Regions from separate parts of the Drosophila melanogaster genome. Here region 2 is linked to region 1. Evidence: chromatin contacts called from public Hi-C data. All regions are on one chromosome and are shown on one strand. The core of a region is the stretch at or near the end of the contact, and the rest is flanking DNA. Distances in the headings are between cores, read along the strand shown.

Region 1 (6,628 bases), core at 3,023-5,522:
GCTATGTGTGTGCAAACCGCACAGCGTGATAAACGCCATCTATCCAGACACACAGACTCTCGGGCCGGTCAACAGAGCCCCAAACAACAAAAAACAACGGCCACAGAGCAGACAAACCTTGATTGTTTGCCGGGTTTTTTGTGCCGAGTTTAAGGGGCGGAGTCTGGTGCTGGGGGGGGGGGGGGAATACAGGATGGACAGGATGGACAGGAGGCTAGCCAAAATTTCAGACGGTGACGGGGACAAGTGCAAAAGTTAACACAACGCAGTGACCGGACGGAACGGTGGGAAAGAAACAAAAAGAGACATATGCATGTGGTGGTTTGTGTGAGTTTGGGATCTATATTCTGAAAGGACTCTTCCCACTATTACTCATATATCAGTTGAATCGAATTTGTTTTAGATCATCGTAACTATTGGTAAATCGAAGCAATGCAATCTTTGTTTTAAATAATAGAGATATATGTAAGAAAGTAAACATAATTATTAAGCCGAGAGAAACACACAATTTATGAGGCAATAGCGAAAAACTGGATTTGACTGAGAGTTATTTCACAACTATAATCTCCTACTCTCGTTCCACACTCGAATCTTAAAGTCAACTCCTGCCGCGGTGTACTGACCCCTTCGATCAGTTCGAGCTGCTACAGTGGCACCATTTGGGCAGATCTATATCGGCTGGATCCATAAACACGTACTTGACTGCCCTGCTCCGTTTTACTCACCCACTTATCAAACTCGGACCCCTCACCCGTCCCATCGGCGAGGAGTGGAAGCCAGGTCGTAAATAACCTTTGCATAATCTAAATCAAAAGCTTAATGTAGCATGGCGAGTAACCCAAACAGAACAGCACAGAAACAATCGCAGCGCAAATAAAATAAAGCTAGAGGAGTGGAATGCGAATGTGCGAATGCGTCCAGTAATCCGGCGAGTGTTACCCCAATTTCGGTTTCGATGGCTTTTTTGAGAGGGCCAGCACGGAGTGCCTCGGAAGCATTTCCGAGCCATTTCAAACGGAAGTTTTGACACGTGTCAACACAGTGTGTTCGAGTGTGTTTATTTGCCCTGGGTCGGCGGTGTCAATGCAATAAAAACAAACACCAGTGCCAAGGGACATTTAGCCGAGCCAGCGATGCTGATTGAATTTTTGATTTATGCGGTGTGGAGGATGCTACTTCAAGTGCCCGAGTCGTATGGAAAGGTTAAAGGCCCCGATCCCAGCCAGATACCAGACCGATCCCAGCTCGATCCCGATCCGTAATGAAGTTGTGCGCCGGCCACTTGAAAGCTAATCAATATGTTGGCTATCTCCGACAATGTGTAGCCAGGTCAACCAATCATAGGCACACACAAATCAGTCAGAGGTCCTAAAATGCACTTTTCTGCTGCATCACGGCGGAGAAAAGAAATATGAAATTAGTCAAAAATATCATCATACAGCAACCAACTCATTATAATGCCACATGATTGTTCCAAAATCGAACACAATATGGCGGCGTCTCGAAATCAAATCGAAACATTTTAATTACCTTTCGATGAGTGTGCAAAAGAAAATACTGTTGTCCGAACAGATTTACAGAAATAGCTTTTTTGTGTGGCTAATTCTGTGATTTATGAATTTCTTTGTGAGTTTATAATCGCGGTAACTACAAGATGAAGCTATAATGAAGCCCGACGTCTTATTTTAATTCAATTTGGAATCATGAGGCCAAATTACAAAATAATAGAAATAAAGAGGCAACAACAAATGCCAAAAGCCAACATTAAAACAACAAAATATAAGCATGCTGGATATTGCGGAATATTGCTGGCCATATTTTCATTCTTCTCCTCCAATTTCCAAGTTAATTACGCCAAGGCTGAGGTCAATCAAGGATAATCCAGGACCAAGCGATATTTGCTGGAAAGTTTATTAACCTGATTGGCGCTCTTTTCACCAATTATGCGAAACTTTGTTTTGTGTTTTCGCATTTCATGTTTGCTTTCCCAACTTCCACTTGTTAATTGATTTTAATGGCTGTGTTTCGCCGCTTCTAATGAGCCCTACATGCTCAGCCATAAATTTCAATGGAACAAGTTCAACAGCCACTGGAATCAAAGTCATTAATTTGCGTTAAGCTCCGTTTCTGGCTTTATAGTTCGACTTCTCATAGATCACGACTATACCGCATAAATTGTATTTTAAAGCCTCCAACTATGGCTATGTTTTTTCAAAAGTGTTCAGGCTATGAGCTGCAAAGCGATTTTAATTTATTTTTGAAAGACAATTGAAAGAGAAATGCTTGAAATGGGCATGATTAATGATGGATTTAAGAAAAATTAATTATATTGAGAATTTGCATAGAGCGGTTGGCTATCAAAGTAATAGTAAGCCATTATTATTAAATAATACAAAATCTGAAGCCGACAACAAGGCTTAAAGTATAAAAAACAAAGGAGTAGCTAAACTAAATTTTTCAGTTCCTTTACAAATTTGACCAAGTTTCCAAACGTAGTTAAATACATGCCAGTCAAAATCCAAAGTCAAGAGAAGTCGCAGGCTTAGGGAAATACTAAGACCAAAAGTCGAAGTCAACCTAAAGCCGTAGAGTAATCCTAGCCGTAAGGACAACATCTTTGCGGGATTTTCTGGGCGCGGAAGAGCTTTGGGCGCAGGTTTTACAGGTGTCATAAAAGATGACCCGCCCGGCCAGTGGCGGGTTAAGCCAGGTAGTGGGCGTTGCAACGACTTTTGCCGTCGGTAACACGCTCACATCGACAACGTCCGGGATTTGCCCAGGCGGGCAAGGGTTATGCCCACGCAAGGTGAATTCTAAGAGATTGCAGACCTAGCATGTGCTATTCTAAATATAAGCGGTTAAAATCTGCATAAGGCTTCGACTTTCTATTAGTATTAAGATCTTTATAAAACAGGAATAATTACACACAGAATTTGACTGCCAAACCAAAACTAAATAAAAGTATTTTCTTAGTTTAATGAATGGTTTAATATGGTTTAAATATAAAGCGGAATGCACCGCCACACTTACCTGTATGCGTCCGCTTGTGGATCTTGAGGTTCTCGCTCCGGGCGAAGACCTTGCCGCAACCCGGGTGCGGGCAGGCGAAAGGTTTCTCGCCGGTGTGGACGCGGATGTGGTTGACCAGCTTGTACTTGGCCTTGAAAGGGCGTCCGTTGCGAGAGCAGCCCACCCAGAAGCAGGCGTGGGTGGTGCACTCGGGTCCGCCCACGTGCTCCACGGTCAGGTGGGTGACGATCTCGTGCATCGAGTGGAATACCTTGTTGCAGGTCTTCCTGCCGCCCGGGGGCACCAGGCCCGGCTGGTCGGGGTCTATCCAGAGGCACTGCATCTCCTGCTTAACGCTGGAGGCGGACGAGGCCGGCTGATGGCGCATGTAGCGCAGGAAGGCCCCTGCTCCGGCCGGGTGCATCGCGGACATGGCGTGGTGGGACGGGTGGTGCACGACCGGGTGGTGCACTGCCGCCGTCGGGAAGTTGCCGTGGTGGTTGTACGGGTGGCCGGCGGCGTAGGCATCCGCCATGCCCATTCGCATCTGATGGTGGTGATGGTGGCTGTGGAAGGGGTGTTGTCCGAACCCGGAGCCCAGCTCCGCGGCCTGAGCGGGAAAGCCGGAGAAGAGCATGGAATCCGCTGCGGCGGAGGCCTGTCCGGCGGATCCTGCCACACCGTACTCGGCCTCCCTCCTGCCCAGCAAAAAGTCCCGGGAGGCATAGCTGTTAAAGTGCCCATATCCGGAGTTCTGATAGGCTGCAGCAGTGGCCGCCGCGGATTCCTGATCCTGTTGCTGTTGCTGCTGCTGTTGTTGCTGTTGTTGCTGCTGCTGTTGGGTCATCTCCAGTTGCTGCTGCTGTTGCTGCTGCGCGTTGCTGTTACTGGCGGTGGTGTTGGGCGACATTCGCAGCCCGTAGCTGGCCAGGTGGTGCTGAGCCGGCTCAATGAAGGCGTTCATCATCATGGTTACAGTGTTATTGCTCGCTTATATGTTTTTAAAATTAATTCAGAAAGAACTGAACTACAAGTTTTCGATTCGCACTTTGCTAGGCCAATGAGCCCATCACGCACTGAGGTCACCTCACTTAGCTGTATATACTGTGCGCTTATTTCGCTCTTAGATATTTCGCATGCGACTTGATACTTATTTACGTAATGCACTCGCGCGCGATGCGTTTCTGGGGCGTTCGAATCGCAGCAAGACTTGACGCTAACCGAATGCCAAGACTTGACGTTTCAAGATGCGCAGCAGGACTGAAATGCTCCTGAAATTCTAACTCGCTGCTGTGTTGCCTCGTGAAAATATCTGCCGACGATCGCATGCGTGCGAATGGGATCGACCTATGCACGACGTAAAATGAATAGAGGGTAACGAAAGCGCGAGTGCGAGCAGGCCAGGCGTATGACCTGCCTGTGGTGAGTTGCGCTTGCCATGGTGTATTCGGCACAAGCCACCACTCTGTCGGATAGGCCTGAGCCATGGGTGCGAGTGCGACAACTCTAAGAAAATGGCCGCCTCCTCGCATGCTCCAGAGTCGGACAGAAGAGCACAGAGGCTGCGCACTCAGTCCAATTGGAACCCACCCGACCATAGCGCCCTCTCGCTCGGCAAACTGGTTTCGCGAAAATTAACACCCACTGCGGTTGGCCATTGGGTGGTGGGCCGACAGCGTGCGGCGTGCGCCTGTGCAGGGGGCCCAAATGCTGATTGGACCGACGGGCAGCCAATTGAAAGCTCGCGGGGATGCATTTTCCAGCCCGCTCCTCATTGTCACGGCGGACGAATAGCCCGCCACTTCGGGTAGCCCAGCTGTCAGCTTATCAAATTAGTTGTTTATTTTATTGATTTTAATGATATTAAGCACATTCCGTGCTCGGACATCGGAGATTTCCAGCCGTTTTGTTTAGGTTGCGCCATAAAGACGTACGAGATTTCATTAGCGCCAAACGCTCTGTTTTTCATTTGCTAATTTATGGAATTTTCAATAAGCAGTAGTCGAATCAATACATAATCTTGTATCAATCGACTTGATTGGATTCTGCTGAGTGTTAAGTGCCCCGGCAAAGTGGCTTTTGGGGCAGACTGTGAAGTGATACTTCGCCTGCATAGGGCAAAAATGTATAAATTTATTTTCATACAAAACATTTGCTTTGTGATAATATGGTATAACACTATGCTGTATGTATATAGTCAGACGCTCTTCTCAAAATATATGATTTTTTCTATTTACAATCCAAAAACTGAGCGATGCAAAAGGAAGGTCGTTAACATCAAAATTGTCTTCGTTTAGTATTCGTGTTTTGAACTAGTCCTCATCTGTAGATAATTTAAGGTTGATATGTAATTGCTGGCAGAGTATTAAAAATTGCTTAAGCTTTTAAAACGATAATAATTAAAATCAAATTGAATTTGGATATATATTGAGTAATCAAATTTTTATTCAAAAACAGTATTTTCTAATCAAATATATTGCCCTGAATTTATCGTTTGAGAAAACAATATTTCCTGGTAAAGTTTAAATGAGAATGAGAGCAAGAAAAGACCATGTGATTCCATGCTAATTACCTTGATTTCCGCAATGAATTAATTGGGGCAAATTGTGACATAAAGCGTCACCGCCAAGCGGTTCGGCTATTAAATTGTCAAAACAACTCAGCGGCAATCAGCAATCAGCGGACGGCAATCGACAGTCCATAGTCGTCCGAATGTCATACCGACCCCAATGCCATTTTGGGAGACGGGCAAGACCATAAAGCAGCGGAAAGTGCACCGAGCTGGCAGGCACCCAGTCCCGCAGAGCTCCAGCGACAAGTGTCACTCGAAATGAAGCCATTGCTCCATATCGATGATGGAGGATGAGGACGAAGCCGCCGGGTTGGAGCAGATGATGGGCTGCAAACGGAGCAGTCGGCTGAAGTGGATTTCTAGCGCACTGCCATAGAACTACTCCCATAAATAATGCCGTACGAGCCACTTGAAAATGGAAGCGCAAAATGCAATAAACTCTTAATAACAAAAAAGGAGCGGGGGAAACAATCTCAGGCGCTAGCAAACAAGAAATTATAAATTTAAAATGCCCAGATAAACAAAATGCAAGTTGGCCCAGCAGGTTGCAGCTTCTGTTGTTGTCTGTGATTCAAGAGGTCCATTTTGGACTAGACCGAATATCCACTTTCCAATGCAGAAAACGAATTTAACGACCCAGTCAATCATTCCAAGTTCAATAGAAGCTCTGAAGATCCAAGTAACATCAAAAATCTTGTAGCTTTTGCGATTTTTTAATTATCTTCCTCCATCATAGCCAACCATATGTTTTATAGTCGAGTTCTTTTAAGCCCTGATTATTTGCAATCCGTCGTGTTAGTAGACGTATTCATATTTTGGTGTCGATTTCACCCCTAAAAGCAGCGGACTGAACCCTCAGCTGTGCTTAATCAGTTTGGCCACAACCAAGTGGGCAACCAACCGGTGGGCGTCGGGGACAACCTGGGGACATGGCCGCGTGGCATGGGCACGGACTCATCAGAGTCAGAGCCGAAATCAAAATAAAACCGTAACCTGGCGTGGACGCCTTTGGCACATGCCGCGATCACAGCGGTGAGCACTGTACTG
Region 2 (6,628 bases), core at 1,825-4,324, 230 kb before region 1:
CATCCATGGGTCTTAGAAAGGATTTTGTCAAATACCTAATAGCACGTTATAAATATTTCAATTTCCATGCGCGTTTCTGTCGATGTACAGCATTTGTTTTTTTTAACGTTTGCATCATAGTGACATATATATATATAAACAGCATAGATTTGGCCTGTAAGTGCACCTAAACTAGGATTTCAATGAGATATTCATATATATTTATGATTTATTTAGGTCCGGTTGAAAACCAAACCGAAGAACTGTTCGGCAAAGTGTAATTTGTAGAGTGGCGTATACCCCTAACCCCCAGCGAGTAGCGGGTATAAAAAACGAAAGTTTCGTGCAGACGTCGGGGAATAGAAGCGACGAAACACAGAACACAGTCTTCTTGGGAAGAAGCCATGCAGCGCAACCGGTCGCAGTCGGGATCAGTTGCCGGCCTAGCGGTTACTTAATAATGCAAACAGGTTTCACCGTACAGGCCGACTGGGCCGGGGAGAACGGATCGGGAGGACCGTGACTTGGACTTCTGCAGGAGAAAGGCAGTTGAGTTATGGATTCGATATGCCACAAGGGAAGAAAAGGAGGCAATCCGGGCAGCAGGGCGATGCAGCAGGCAAATATAAAAGGAGACGATGACAGAGATTAGAGAAACAGGAAATGTGGGTTGGACCGATTTAATGAGTGAATGCCAGATCCCAAAACAGACGGTCAAAAAAATGTCCTGGGGACAAACAAGAATGCTGAATGTTATCATAGAGCTGCCCTAAAATAATACAAATTATACATTTCACTGCTTCCGAGTTCGATAGTCGATCGTAGCCCCGATACAAAGAAACTCATTTTGTCCATGGCTTGCAGTAAGAGACTGCGAAAACTATGATAACTATAACCTGATCCTATCAAGTAGAATCTACTTGCAACTTACTTGAACTTATACCTGCAAGATGCACGTTCAGTGCAATACAGCGGAAATAAATAGTATTTTGACCAGTTATGAAAACACAAAGGGCGCATTTTATTGCATTCAGCCAACCCCACATGAGTAAACCATTATCTGTCTGGAATTTCTAATTTCGAAGTTTTCTATACCACTTCAGGCATTGTCGTCGTCTTGGCAGTTGTCGTTTTGTCTGTTGCCCCTCTTGACCAATTTCCTGCTGCCCGTTTTTGTTCGTTCTGGCCGTTCGCTTGGGTTGGGGTTGAGCCATAGGCTCTCCAGCAGAGCGACTGGCCCGCTAATTCAAGCAGTTCGGTAATTTCCAAATTGGCGGCCCGTAATCAAACTGTAATGCGGCCGACTCGTCATTAAGCACGCAAGCAGCAACATCACGGCAGCAACATCAATCCAGAAAGCAACCAAAGGCAGAAAAAAGCTGCAAAAAAACAGCACAGCAGAGCAGAAATAAGCACACAAAGGGACGCACGAGTGCAAAGCTGGCAGCTACATCAGATCCAAAACCCATACAAATAATACGGCGGAAGCACCAATAAAGAAAAGGCTTAAAAGCAGCAGCGACAGCACCATAAAAGTCGGCATAAAGCTACAACACTATAGTGTCGATATTAACCCAAACCAGACTCCAAAAACCATCCACAATCCCAGATGCAATGAAGACAATTCATTAACAAAACCATGGCAACAACAGTAGAAAAGCAGGAAATCATTAAGGCTATCAAACAATAGTATCCATTAACTTGTATACATGCACCAATCATGTTCTTTCTTAAGAGTCTTAGAATAATTAGCACATAATACGAATTATTAGTTTTTAGTAGACAATAAGAAGCATTAGTTTTACTTTTTGGATTAAAAGACATGCTTCAATGCAAATCCGCCACATAGGTTTTCATTTTACTTGCACATCGAATAGCAACAACACTGAAATGCAATGGCAACTTGACAGCAACAACTTTCAGCCCCACAACAACAACAGCTGCAACAGCGATTCCAACAAACATATGCTTTGAGAAAAAAAAAAACAAATATGTACCAAGAGAGACAGCCAGACTCACCAACACACTCGCACGCGGACACACCTCCCCAAATAACAAAACAGCTGATTTGTTATCAGCAGTTGCTGAATGAGCCCCACAGAGCGAGCCACTCTCTTGCAGCAACAACAAAATGGGGGGAAAAAAACGACGCCAACGGCGGCTGCTATGGCAACGACCTTCCTTATTTATTACAATGTGTGTAATTCCCAGCCGTTTTCTCACTCTCTCTCGCTCTCTCGCTGTGTGTGTGCGAGCGAGACAGTGCCCTTTCCTGACTTAAATTGCCCATTTTTTAGTACAGAAATGTTTAATATCGCTGTCTGTTTGAGTTTTTGCAATTTGTTTTCCTTTTTTGGTCTGCAGAAAGTCTCTCAGTGCGCAGTTTAGCTTTCGTATTCCAAAACCGGAGAGGTTCTTGGGGTATTTGTTGTATTCTTATATTAAGGAACTACGTAGGTGTGTTCGAAGTTGCGTCGCAGAGGATTTTTAGGCAGTTGTGTGGAGATCACACTGCTTATGTTGATATTATATGGGTTTTAAGTTTTAGGGGTGTACCAAAGTGCTCAGAAATACATAAGTAAAAATAACCCATTCCCATTTTAACCAGGTGATGCTGATAGATTCATTCAACTCCCCGTTTTTAGTGCGGCTCAATTAGCTCTCAACTCGCCGTTAACCCCTTTAGAACCCATCTGCTTTTACGACCCCATAAAGCTGCTCCCAAAAATGCGTTTGCCGTAAAAAATTAAAGCACTAAAACGGTTAAAGACATCGTATTACAAAATAATGTGCGCTCTCTCGCTCTTTTCTCGCCTCTTTGTCTCTCTCTGTCTCGACCAAAGCAGTTGTAAAGATGGCCGCCGTGTAGTAACATGGCTGAATGTATACCACACACACACACGCAGGCACAGAGAGAGCGGTCACAGAGAGGGAGAGAGAGCGGCCATTGAATGCAATTTATATAGGAAAGCAACAATAACAATAACTCTGCGCTCGTCTCCTGCGACTGTGTGTGTGCTGAATACGTCACGGAACATCAGCTGTGCCGAACAGCAGGTAGGCGTCGGCAGAATGGAGCGAAGACGACGTTTCGAGTCAGTCGCTTCAAAGAGCTCGATTCGTGCGGACATAGGAGGAGATAAAGCGTGGTCTGTGGCACGTAATTAACGAAGAAGAGAGTTAAGAAGATTCAACGTCGCGTCGAAGGTGAACACGCAGTTAAAACCCAAAAACAAACGCAACGCAGCCAATTGTGATACGAAAAATAAGTAAATCGGCAGACAATCAACAAAAACAATAAAAGCAAAGCCTACACACAGGCGTAGGCGTCTAGCCAACAGCTGTTTTTCGTGCGCGCTCCGTATTCAGCATACTCGCTGCGCTTACAAACGTCGGCAGAGACCGCGGCAGAGAAGCAAGCGGCGGCAGCAAAACTACAAAGCAGAAACTACAATTCAGATCGCGTTTTTCTTCGGAGTGGATGAGACGTTCGTTCGGCAGTTCTATTGCGCATAGAACTAACAAGTTACCTACTCCGCGAACTCACCCCCGCGAGAAAAGAACAGAACAGAGCATAACCGAATGGAAAGAAGACAAGGAGTAGCTAAAAAGCAACGGTTAAGTTAGCCAGCAAAAACGGGCAAAAAGACTGAAAACACACGTGGATTGTTCACTCACCCCGACACGCGCACCCACTCGCACTCACACTCACCCAGCAGCTCCAACTGTTCGCTGCATTTATGTAAAACCAAACAAAGACTGACTAAAACGCTAATAAATATACAATAAACGTAACGAAACAAAGTTAAACACGCGAACAGCAGCTAATATTATACGGGTTAAAGCGAATTCCAAAGCAAAGCAAACACACATATGGATTAAGGTTCCTCCTATCTCAAAACACAAAAACAAAAGCAACAACCAACTCACGGATTACCTGCAGCGGCAAATTTACCGTTAGCCGCTCTTTTTGGATTACCAGTGCCAATAAAACCACAAAAGTGAATTTTTTCGAAAGTGAAGAAAGCGAAAAACATCCGCAAAATGATAAAAATCTAAATCTAAGTAAATAAGCAAACCAAAAGCGAATTCTGTGTTACCGAAACGAGAGCAAAAGCTAAAAGATCCCCTGAATACAGCAATGACGATGGCCGCCTGTTATGCCAACTACGACATGTCGTCCCTGTCGCACGGCATGTCGGCCCTGTCCGCCCTGCAGCAGCAACAGCAGCAGCAACAGCAGCAGCACAGCCAGACGCAGCAGCAGCATCATCACCAGCAGCAGCAGCAACACATGTACCACGCCGCCGTGGCTGCCCACCAGCAGCAGTTGCTGCAACAGCAGCAGCAGCAGCAACACCACCGCCATCACCACCAGCCCGCCAACACCAGCAGCAGCAGCAACTCGCGCCACAGCCATGCGGCGGCGACCCAAACGCAGGTCGCCGCCGCGGTTGCCAACAGCAGACAACAACAACAACAGCAACAACAGCAGCAACAGCAGCAGCAGCAGCAGCAGACTGCCAGCAGCAACAGCAACGCAGCCCCCGCTCCATCGCCGCAGAAGGACTACAGCATCCCGCTGCACGTGGACTGCAGCGTGGAGTACGAGCTGCCCAACCAGCCCAAGCCGCCGGCGGGCCAGAGAGTGGAGCCCCTGCTGATGATCCACCCGTGCTACTTCCGCAAGATGGAGTCGCAGCGGCGCAGCCCGTTCGTGAACAACATGCATGCGACCGCGCGGGCGGTGAGCAGCAGCTCGCTGAGCAGCGGAGCGGCCCTGGGCGGAGGCGGAAGCGGTGCGGCGGTGGCCACGGCGCCCAGCAGTAGTGCCGCGCGGCGTGGAGCCCGGGCGGCTACGAGCGCCCAGCAGCAGCAACAACAGCAGCAACGCTACCAACAGCAACAGCAGCAACTGCGGCAACAGCACCAGCAGATGTCGCAGATGTCGCAGCAGGCCCACTATCCCCAGCAACAGTCTAGTCTGGTCCGCCAGCACCAGCAGCAGCAACAGCAGCAGCAGCAGCAGCAACGTGCCAGCAGCAACCAAAGCCAACGCCAAAGCCAAAGTCAGAGCCAGAGCCAGAGCCATGCAGCCAACTCAGCGGCGGCAGCTGCGGCCCAGGCCTCGATAGCCGCCGCAGCCGCCGGCCAGTGGGATCAACTGGCTGCGCTGGCCGCCCGCACCGCCCTCACGCCGCACCACATGCTGCATCCCCACAGCCACTACGCGGCCAAGGGTAGTGGCGGCGGAGCAGGGGGCGGGAAGCGGGACGCCATGATCTCCGGCAGCTACGGACAGACGGCGGTCGCCTCGGGGAAGCTGCAACAGTCGCAGGTGCAGCAGCAGCAGCCACAGCAGCAACAGCAACACTGCCTGCCTCCGCCGCCGTGGGACGCGACGTCCATGCTGATGGACCGCTCGCCGATGGCCACAGTTCCTAGCAATTATCAGGCCGGCCCTGACACCAATCCCATGCGCCTCTACTCGGCCACGCCCACCGCCGGAGCGGCCTCGGGCGGGTCGGCGTCGGTGGGCGGAGGCGGGGCGGTGAGTGGTGCGGGGGCGACGGGAGCAGTGAACACGGCCACCGACAAGTTGAGCGGAAAGTACCGCCAGTACTTGCGGTCCCAGCGGATGCACCCGTACGCGGCGGCCGCCTCGCTCAACTTGGCAGCCGCCGCCGCTGCCGCCGGCCAGACCTCGTTTGTGCCGTTCAGTTCGGCGGCCACGGCGGTGGCGGCCACGCCCACATTCCAGCACCTGCCGCAGATCTCCTGCTACAACGTGTGATGCAGCACCAGCAGCAACCAGGACAACGGCAACATCAGCAGCAGCAACAGCAACTTGCAACACATGAGACAGGCGCCTACCAAGTACGCGTCGATGAAATAGCCGCCTCAAGGAATAATTAATAGATCCTCCCCTAAAACAGTACTATATATACACACCCATCAAAGCTTTTAGAATCAAAAGTAATTAACTCTAAAAATATTAAGAGATGAAACAAAATTCTGTCTAGCTGCTATGAGAAATTGTTGTCCGACGGTGAGAAAAGAGGAAATGAGCGATCTTTTTTTCTTTTAGTAATGGTAGTAATTGATAAACGATACAAAAACAAACAACAACAAAAAAAAAAAATGCAAACTATTGTAGTGATATTTGTTATAAAATAATTTTAGTAATTAATTTAATTTAAATTAAACAACCAACAAGAAACAACAGCAACCGCTCTGTGTAAGCCAACCACATAAACAATAACAACTGCAACAACGGCAAAAACAAGAACTGCAACAACAACAACAACGGCAGCAACATTAAACAAAACAATTGCTAAAAGTTACACATACGCATATTTAATTACAAATCAGCAAAATGTTACAACAACCATTTACCGAAAGAATACGAAAATATGAAAGGAAAATTATTACCAAACGATGGAGAGAGAAGAGTAAAGCAGAAAAAAGCAACACAAAAAATACGAATAAAAATTATTCAAAATTATGCAACGTAATTTGAAGCGAGATATGCAAAAATTAAGTAAATTGTGTTTTCAATTAACGTAGCGAGCAAGAAAAGCATAGTTCAAGTGATTTGGCCGCGGCAAGGAAAACTCCCCTTGCCGTCGGCTTTTGTGGCCAACTTTTC

The links. A called contact is a pair of places that touch in the nucleus more often than the background predicts.
Region 2: a Hi-C map of the Kc167 cell line shows a contact between it and region 1, with 1.9 times the contacts expected there. A contact is called at or near these places in 6 of 107 Hi-C or Micro-C datasets (the Kc167 cell line, the S2 cell line, cellular blastoderm embryo and 1 more).

Annotation. Positions count from the first base shown.
Region 1 is chr3R:4,850,457-4,857,084 of dm6, reverse strand. opa (odd paired) reads right to left here and starts at 4,272. Exons shown (of 3, transcript NM_079504.4): 1 at 3,031-4,272. The coding sequence starts at 3,979.
Region 2 is chr3R:5,083,518-5,090,145 of dm6, reverse strand. corto (corto,) reads left to right here and starts at 3,074. Exons shown (of 1, transcript NM_001259993.3): 1 at 3,074-6,628. The coding sequence starts at 4,121. The coding sequence ends at 5,773.